2 separate regions of the Ovis aries genome follow, and region 2 is linked to region 1. A link is a contact called in public Hi-C data. All regions are on one chromosome and are shown on one strand. The core of a region is the stretch at or near the end of the contact, and the rest is flanking DNA. Distances in the headings are between cores, read along the strand shown. Region 1 has its middle 110 kb from the start of COL5A2. Region 2 overlaps COL5A2 (collagen type V alpha 2 chain).

Region 1 (3,725 bases), core at 826-3,325:
CAAAAGAAATGATGATGATACACATGATTCCTTTTATTTTACCACCGAGCAGTCACATTTTGGACTGTCTGATACTGCATGTAGAGCTTTTTAAAAACTACACAGTCACTTAGGAAATCACATAGACATTTATCTTCATGTACTAAAAATTTTACATAGAAGATAAGCACAAGTAGAGAGTTAAACAACCTATCACCTCTATATTGTTCAAAGGAGAGAGACAAGGAGTAGACTTGTTCACAATAACTTTAGGTATACATGCATGGTCATAGACTTGTTACAGTGTGCTGGAGTCAAGATCTAGGAAATCAGATGCAACTCAAAACTTTTTCAGCTAAAATCGTCTTCAGAAACCATCATTCTGTAAACAGCAGGGGGCATACTTTCTTTTCTGATCTCTTTTTCAACAGAGCTATCGACATCTGTTAAACTTTCCAGTGCTGTTGCTCTTTGCTTCTTGCACATATATAACTCACAATTTGGGGAATTCGTGAATAGTTTATGCTCATCTGGGTGAAATAACTCATAATTTTGTATCTCTGAAATGTTTGAGAAATTATTAGACATTTAAAATTCAGACATGTGAAACCCAAGTCAGAGGATTTCTGGTTTAACTTGGAAAGCATAAGTAAACTATATATCTAAATAAAGGAAAGTGATGGAAAGCAGTAGGCATTTTACATTTTTTTAGAGACTGGTAGAATATGACATTTTGAGATGTATTGAGAAGAGTAATCATAGTGATTTCCCTTTCCAACAGGTTTTGCATGCATATGGCTTTGAATCTTATAATAGTTAGAAAGATTTGTTAGTAAGAACCCATTGTGATGCCACTTATTTTAGTATCTAATCATAAATCTCTTTGTTCCATGTGTGAGAGTTTTGTCTTATCATCGTGATGAGTAGCTCTTGAATACAGGGATGGGACATCTTTTAGAGGACTAGGGCCCTGGTTGGAGCCCATTCATTACTTCTTATTAAGCTGAATGAAAGAATTGTCTGAAAGTGGGGTTTTCCACACATATCATTACATCTCCCTTGCACTCTCCTTATCCTTCCCCAAGTTGTCTGTCCTGTGATCAGTGTGCGTGTGCCGCATCTATGCCAAATCTCAGCAGTCAGTAACAAAACTGGAAAAACAAGAGACATTATTTATTCGGTGGTTCTTTAGCTTTTTGTGGAAAATTTTTTTGAAACCCTAACTATCATTTATTATGTGCTAAGTACTTTGCAGATGTTATTTGCTTAAATTTACAATAACTCTGCAGTCATATACTCTACCTATGAGCTATACTCTTTCACAATAACTCTATGAATTAGGTACTATTTTTTTTTCTCATTTTATAGAAGACATGGAAACTTTAAACTGATAAGTGATAGAACCAGCACTGTACTGTATTCCTAGTGTCTGCTGGCCATAGCCTCTCAGGGGTGCAATTAACACTCCGTCATATTAGGAAGATTGTCTCCAAAGCACCAATCATCTTTTCCCCAGGAAGCATGTAATGGATATTAAGATATTAGCTCTAAATTAATATCCACAATGTAAATATTTATTTTTCAATTCATTCTTCATTTTGCTCCTATAGTTTGAAAAATAACAGATGATAATTTCTTCCTAAAAATGTGAATCTAAAATTAATCAATATCTTAGGATATTTTTCTCCTTAGAAAGATATTCAAAGATTTAGAATCTTAGACAAAACCAATTCTGTTGTATTTATGAAACCAGAAGTAGGCTAAAAATGATTTTAGAAGGTACATTTGTTAATTTAGAACATTTTTTTCAAGGATTTGGTTCACTTTTGAAATAGTGCCATAAAACCTCTTAAAATCGTTTAAGACTGGAAATCTCATCCATGTTGTGGAGTGTCTTCAAGTTGTGCCAGAATCTCACCACTCTCAAGATATGCCTTTTCTGTCTGAAGTGCAGTGTGGCCACCTCCTGTTTTCCCCTCCAAGTGCCTCCCATGGAATTTCTTGAAAAATAAAGCAACGTTTCAACCCACACTTTAATGAGTGGACTGGAATCCCTATTCCTTTAGATATCTCAGTAGTGACTCATAGAATTGTCTAGCCCTCGCTTTCCTAACATTTTCCATTCACTGTAAGTTATTTCTTCATCTTCTTTGGCTGCTCAAAAGTGCTTTTCATGTCTGCCAGCTGAAGAACTAGAAATAAATGAGACCTATAGTTTCAGATTTGAATGTGCTATTTGAGCTTTTCTAACACAGCCCTAGTAATCTGGTGTTTGGCAGAAGTACCATCTGAAAATGGACAGTTAGGATGCAATTAAGAGCTGCTTGACTATAATTTACTAAATGCAAAGCCAAACTGTGCAATCTGACCTGCCTGTGCCATTTAATGCTCTCTTCCATCTTCAAGTCATTTGTTTCATCACATGTGAGCTTCTGTGGAGTCACCCTTAGGCCATTGAAAGAAGCCAGGCGCTGAATTTCAAATTGTCTAATTAAATAAATGGCTGCCCGGTGAAATAAAGTAGTGTTAGAAACATATACCAAAAGGGATGTTAGGATACAGACACAAAATGAGTTCCTTTGGAAAACCTGAAGAATAGGCAACATTCTAATTAACTGATAGGTTGAACCAGAAATGTCCATACCTCAGCCAGTCACTCACTTGCTTCATGGAAAAATTCTCTCAGTTCAGTTCAGTCACTCAGTCGTGTTCAACTCTTTGTGACCCCATGGACGGCAGCACGCCAGGCTTCTCTGTCCATCACCAACTCCCAGAGCTTGCTCCAACTCATGTCCATCGAGTCAGTGATGCCATCCTATCATCTCATCCTCTGTAGTCTAGTTATAGTTTAAAAAGCTAAAAATAAGGTTAAGTATTATTAGTAGTGAGAGAAATTAATCTCTAAAGGACATTATATTTTATCAAAGGAATTTTCCCAGGATACACATCTTGAAAAATCATTTCACTTTTACTTCAAAGGACCACTTTGCCAATTAGTCTGAAACTATGTCTTTGACATCGTGCCTGGTTGGACTTGATGTTGCTGGTGGAAAGATGTCAAGTTAGGTGACCTAGCATCATTGTAGTCCTGCCTTGGTAGTGTAATACGTGACCTTCTGGAAATCAGTTATTTCATGTCAATTATAGTTTTTCTTTGTATAAAATGAAAATAGTAGTTCTTGTTTTGCATATCCTATAGAATTTTTGTGAGCACCAGATGAAATGATACTAATGAGAAACTGCATTACCAATGTAGGTTAGAAGTTGAGGGGCCCTTTCAAATTGTCTTAACTTTGTCTAGAGGTGCAAGACCTGAAATTACAAGCAGTGTTTTGATGTTGATGAGTTCAGGACTTTATATGTAGAGGTGTGATTTTTTCAGGCCTTTGGAGAAGTTTTAACGTATGATGTGGCATTCAGGGGACAGTACCAATGTTTGTCACGGTGGCCCATCTCAGAAAACAGATGCCTACATTCAAGGCCAGCGGCCAGCAGAGAGGTTCACCCGGTCTTGCTCCATCTTTAATTTTTCTTTTTTGAAAGATATAGCATCAAGAGAATGCTTTCCCAGTCTTTCTCATACACTCACTCATACATTCATGAATGCTTGCACAATAGTACACTGGAGGCTAACTCAGAGGTGTCCTTACGTATATCACACAGGAAGGGTTTCATAAGATAAACAAGCAGGTGAAATCAACCAGAACAACTCCATCTTAAACAAGAAAACATCAGCAAAATGTTTG
Region 2 (3,527 bases), core at 92-2,591, 200 kb after region 1:
GGGGAAAGAATGATTATAGAGAGAATGCTTGCCTTCATACAAAACTTTTGTGATTCGTCACACCTGGAAATATGAAAATATGTATTTTGATATGTTTTGCGGTTATAGTTTTTGGTTTAAATATTTATCAGTAAAATATCATGTATTATAGGCTTTTTTCCTTATTTTCACTTACAGTCTTGCTTATTATGTTCACTTAGTTTTGGATGATTTTCACAGGTTGTTATTCATTTTAACCTCAATTTGTATAAAAGTAGATCATGTCGGCTATTTAGAGGAGATACCATGGAGACATAGAATGCATCATGAAGTCAGTGAAAAAGTGGGCTATCTTCAGAGCAGACTTTGAAACAGGATTTTTAATCACAGAGGGCTGGGGAAAAGACCAAATTTTTGAGGATTAATATTACCCAAACCTCTCTCTACTCCCAGTGACACTAAAGGTAGTTTTTGGTTTTGCTTTGGAAATCTCTTTGGGAGCAGAGAGAATGTTTTAGCTCAGTTTTTTGTATTAACAATACCTGATTATTAATTAGGAATTTCACATTTTAAAAACACATTAAGTTTTCCACACATAGTGGTCTGAGTAGGTCAGACTGCTATGTTTTATATGCCACCATTGACAGCATACATTTCCAGACCATGGTGTCACATTTGTATGATCTAGAAGCCTTAGGCAGCAATGGAAGATTAGCCTCTATTATGTAATACAATGATAAAAGAGTAGAGTGAGTAGTCAGTTTCTGAGAAATCAGTTTTCAAAATGTGTTTTTTTCAGGCTGTTATCTACTTCTGTTTGAATAGATACATTTCCTTAATTATGCCACTACGCCAAGAAGTAAACATGTCAAACAGAGTGTTTGAATATATAAGAATATATATTAATTAAATTTCGGAATAGCTCTTATGCCACCCTCCCCCCAAACCATCATCTGCAAGCCACCTCTCCTCCCCACTCTGCTTGCCCTTTGCTTCCTCCCGCCACTGTATCAGCTCGTGTTTGCTTATTGTGTGCTGAGAGACAGTCTCAGGTGTAGGCATGGTAAACTTCTTTTACTGTTTAACTCATCATATCTATATCTCTATCTACTTTTAATCCCTGCTTCTAACTAGTAAAATCATATTGCATTTTGAGTTCTTTGATCCTTGCTTTCCTTTCTTTGGTCCTATTATGAATTTCCAGGGTTAAAAAGCTAGAAATACTTAACAAGACTTGTGGGAATGATGAGGTTAGGAGATGGAGTATTTCCAGAACTGGGGACGTGGCTGTTCCCCAAGCTGCCTTCAGAATGTGGGTTAGGAGGAGGGTGGAATTTGGCAGCTGTAACTCATTGCTCACTTCCTTGAGAACTAGACTTGGCTGCATCCCCATGCCTTTCCCCCTGCTTCTCATGGGTCTGGTCTACCTTTGGGAGTAGTAGGGAAAATAAAGTGTATCAGACTTCAATACTAGAGAAAGAAACTGAAATGCGAAAATGTAGTAATCATATACTGAGTGTCTACTATGAGCCAGGAACTATGTAAAACATTAAAAAATTAGATGAGGAAAACCACAAACACTGTTCAAAGATCCATCATGTTCTTTTCTTAAGTGGGGGAAAGTTAAGCAGGAACATACAGTTAATTTAAAACAAGTGAATTTAGAAATCATTGACTAAATACCCTTGAACAGCAAAACTCAAGTAAGGAAACTTATTCTAGAATATTGACAAACTGAATACACTCATAATTATTCCAAAAAATCTGATTACTGGGAATTTAACACATCACGAGTAAAATTCTTACGCAGAATGTGTCCTCTCCTGACGGCAGAGGCTGTGACCAGTGCTGAAATCTGCAGGTTTGGTGTAGCTGATAAAATTACTGTGGGTTGCTGGATTGCTCTTTTTTAAAAAAATAATACACACTTCATCTCCATCAAGAAGCTTGTGGCTTTTGTTTTCTCCTAGGTACATATTTAGCAGTGGGTTCTAATTTCTTCTGGCTTATTTCTCCAGGGGCCTCGTGGTCCTCAGGGAATTGATGGAGAACCCGGTGTTCCTGGTCAGCCAGGTGCCCCAGGACCTCCTGGGCATCCATCTCACCCAGGACCGGATGGCATGAGCAGGGTGAGTGGTGTGCATTGCTTAATATCTTCTGTAGATAATATATTAAGTTTATGGTATATTTTTAGGATCTTAAATTGTGTTAGTTCACGTATTGGTCCTTAGCTGTAAGAGCAGCTAAATGAACACAATAACAACAAAACTAAGAAATCCACAGGGAATTGTTGGAAAATTCAAAGTATCACTTTTTAAAGATGCTGCTTCAAATGGTTTGTATTTCTTAATGTCAGTTCTGGGCATTGGGATTTTGTTCTCTGTTGATTCTAAAGGACCACTAATATTGTTCCCACTGTGAACTGGAAAGAGAAATACGTCGTTCTCCTTTATTGTTCTCTTGGCTCAGAATGTTGAAAGAACCTGTGACATGTCCTCCCGCCAAGGAAGGATGGCACATCCGGGATGATGCTTGCAAAAGGGCCACTGAGTTGACATAAAAAATGCATTCTGATTGTGTCTCTGAGTGTTAATTTCCTACCAGAAGTAAAATAAAATGTCTTTCTATGCCTGCCTGTTTGAATTCTTAGTGGCAGATTTTTGAATAGATTTATGAGCAAATTGCATAGTACAACAAGGGAAAGTATGGAACCCTGAAATGTGATTTTTGTTTTACAACAATTTTTACATTTGCTTTTCAACTCATTGTAGAAGGAACTGACAATTTATTTTTAAAATTACGCACCTTCTTTTCCCATTAAAATCTGGAAATTGATAGAACTCCTGGAATGAAAATGGACAGTTTTAGTCAATTGGGTTACCAGAGATTTTTAGATGTGAAGGAGAGAAGGTAAAACTGTTACTGATTTTGGAATATTCCAGGATTCATTTAAAAGATCATAAAATTTTAATCAACTTATATAAATACAGTTAAAATTTACTGGTTACTAACAAAGAAAAAAGAATACCATCTAAGTAAAGCAGTCTGGTATAATGGAAAAATCTTTAGGACAAATGTTTTAAAGGCACTTTTAATTGGCATGTACTAACAATGGGAAAAAAAGCAAATAAAAAGACTTAAACCTGAAATTGATTAGACTGGCTAAATGCTTATCAGAATGATCCATGCTTTTATCAAGTTTCAGGCATTTGGCCCATTGCAGTAGTTATTTTGAAGCAACATAGTGAGGAAGATTGTTCACTCAAAAACACATACAGTGAAAACAGGTTGAATCTTTTTCCTTGCTTTAAAGTCAAAAGTTTACAATGATTCTCAAAAGAGTCATTCTCTAAGAATCCCAGAGATCGTACACTTCTCAGTTTAAAAAGTATGTTGATATAGATCTTTTACTGTGGAAATAATGTCAACACATTTCTTTAACAGCCGTTTTCAGCTCAGATGGCTGGGTTAGATGAAAAGTCTGGACTTGGGAGTCAAGTAGGACTGATGCCTGGATCTGTGGTAAGTGTAGATTTTACTGATAATCA

What was found. A called contact is a pair of places that touch in the nucleus more often than the background predicts.
Region 2: a contact with region 1 is called in a Hi-C map of tail adipose tissue, with 5 times the contacts expected there. The contact joins two enhancer-like sites. A contact is called at or near these places in 2 of 16 Hi-C or Micro-C datasets (both in tail adipose tissue).

Annotation. Positions count from the first base shown.
Region 1 is chr2:120,086,061-120,089,785 of ARS-UI_Ramb_v3.0, forward strand. No RefSeq gene overlaps it. Among named protein-coding and RNA genes, the nearest start is that of COL5A2, 110 kb to the right of the region's middle. Within about 2 kb of position 2,076, at least 6 of the 54 cell types and tissues checked have an H3K27ac peak or open chromatin away from gene starts, as enhancers often do. A contact at or near this core is called in tail adipose tissue, where this site is marked.
Region 2 is chr2:120,283,805-120,287,331 of ARS-UI_Ramb_v3.0, forward strand. COL5A2 (collagen type V alpha 2 chain) reads left to right here. Exons shown (of 54, transcript XM_004004513.5): 7 at 1,998-2,108; 8 at 3,424-3,501. Among named protein-coding and RNA genes, the nearest start is that of COL5A2, 88 kb to the left of the region's middle. Within about 2 kb of position 1,342, at least 6 of the 54 cell types and tissues checked have an H3K27ac peak or open chromatin away from gene starts, as enhancers often do. A contact at or near this core is called in tail adipose tissue, where this site is marked.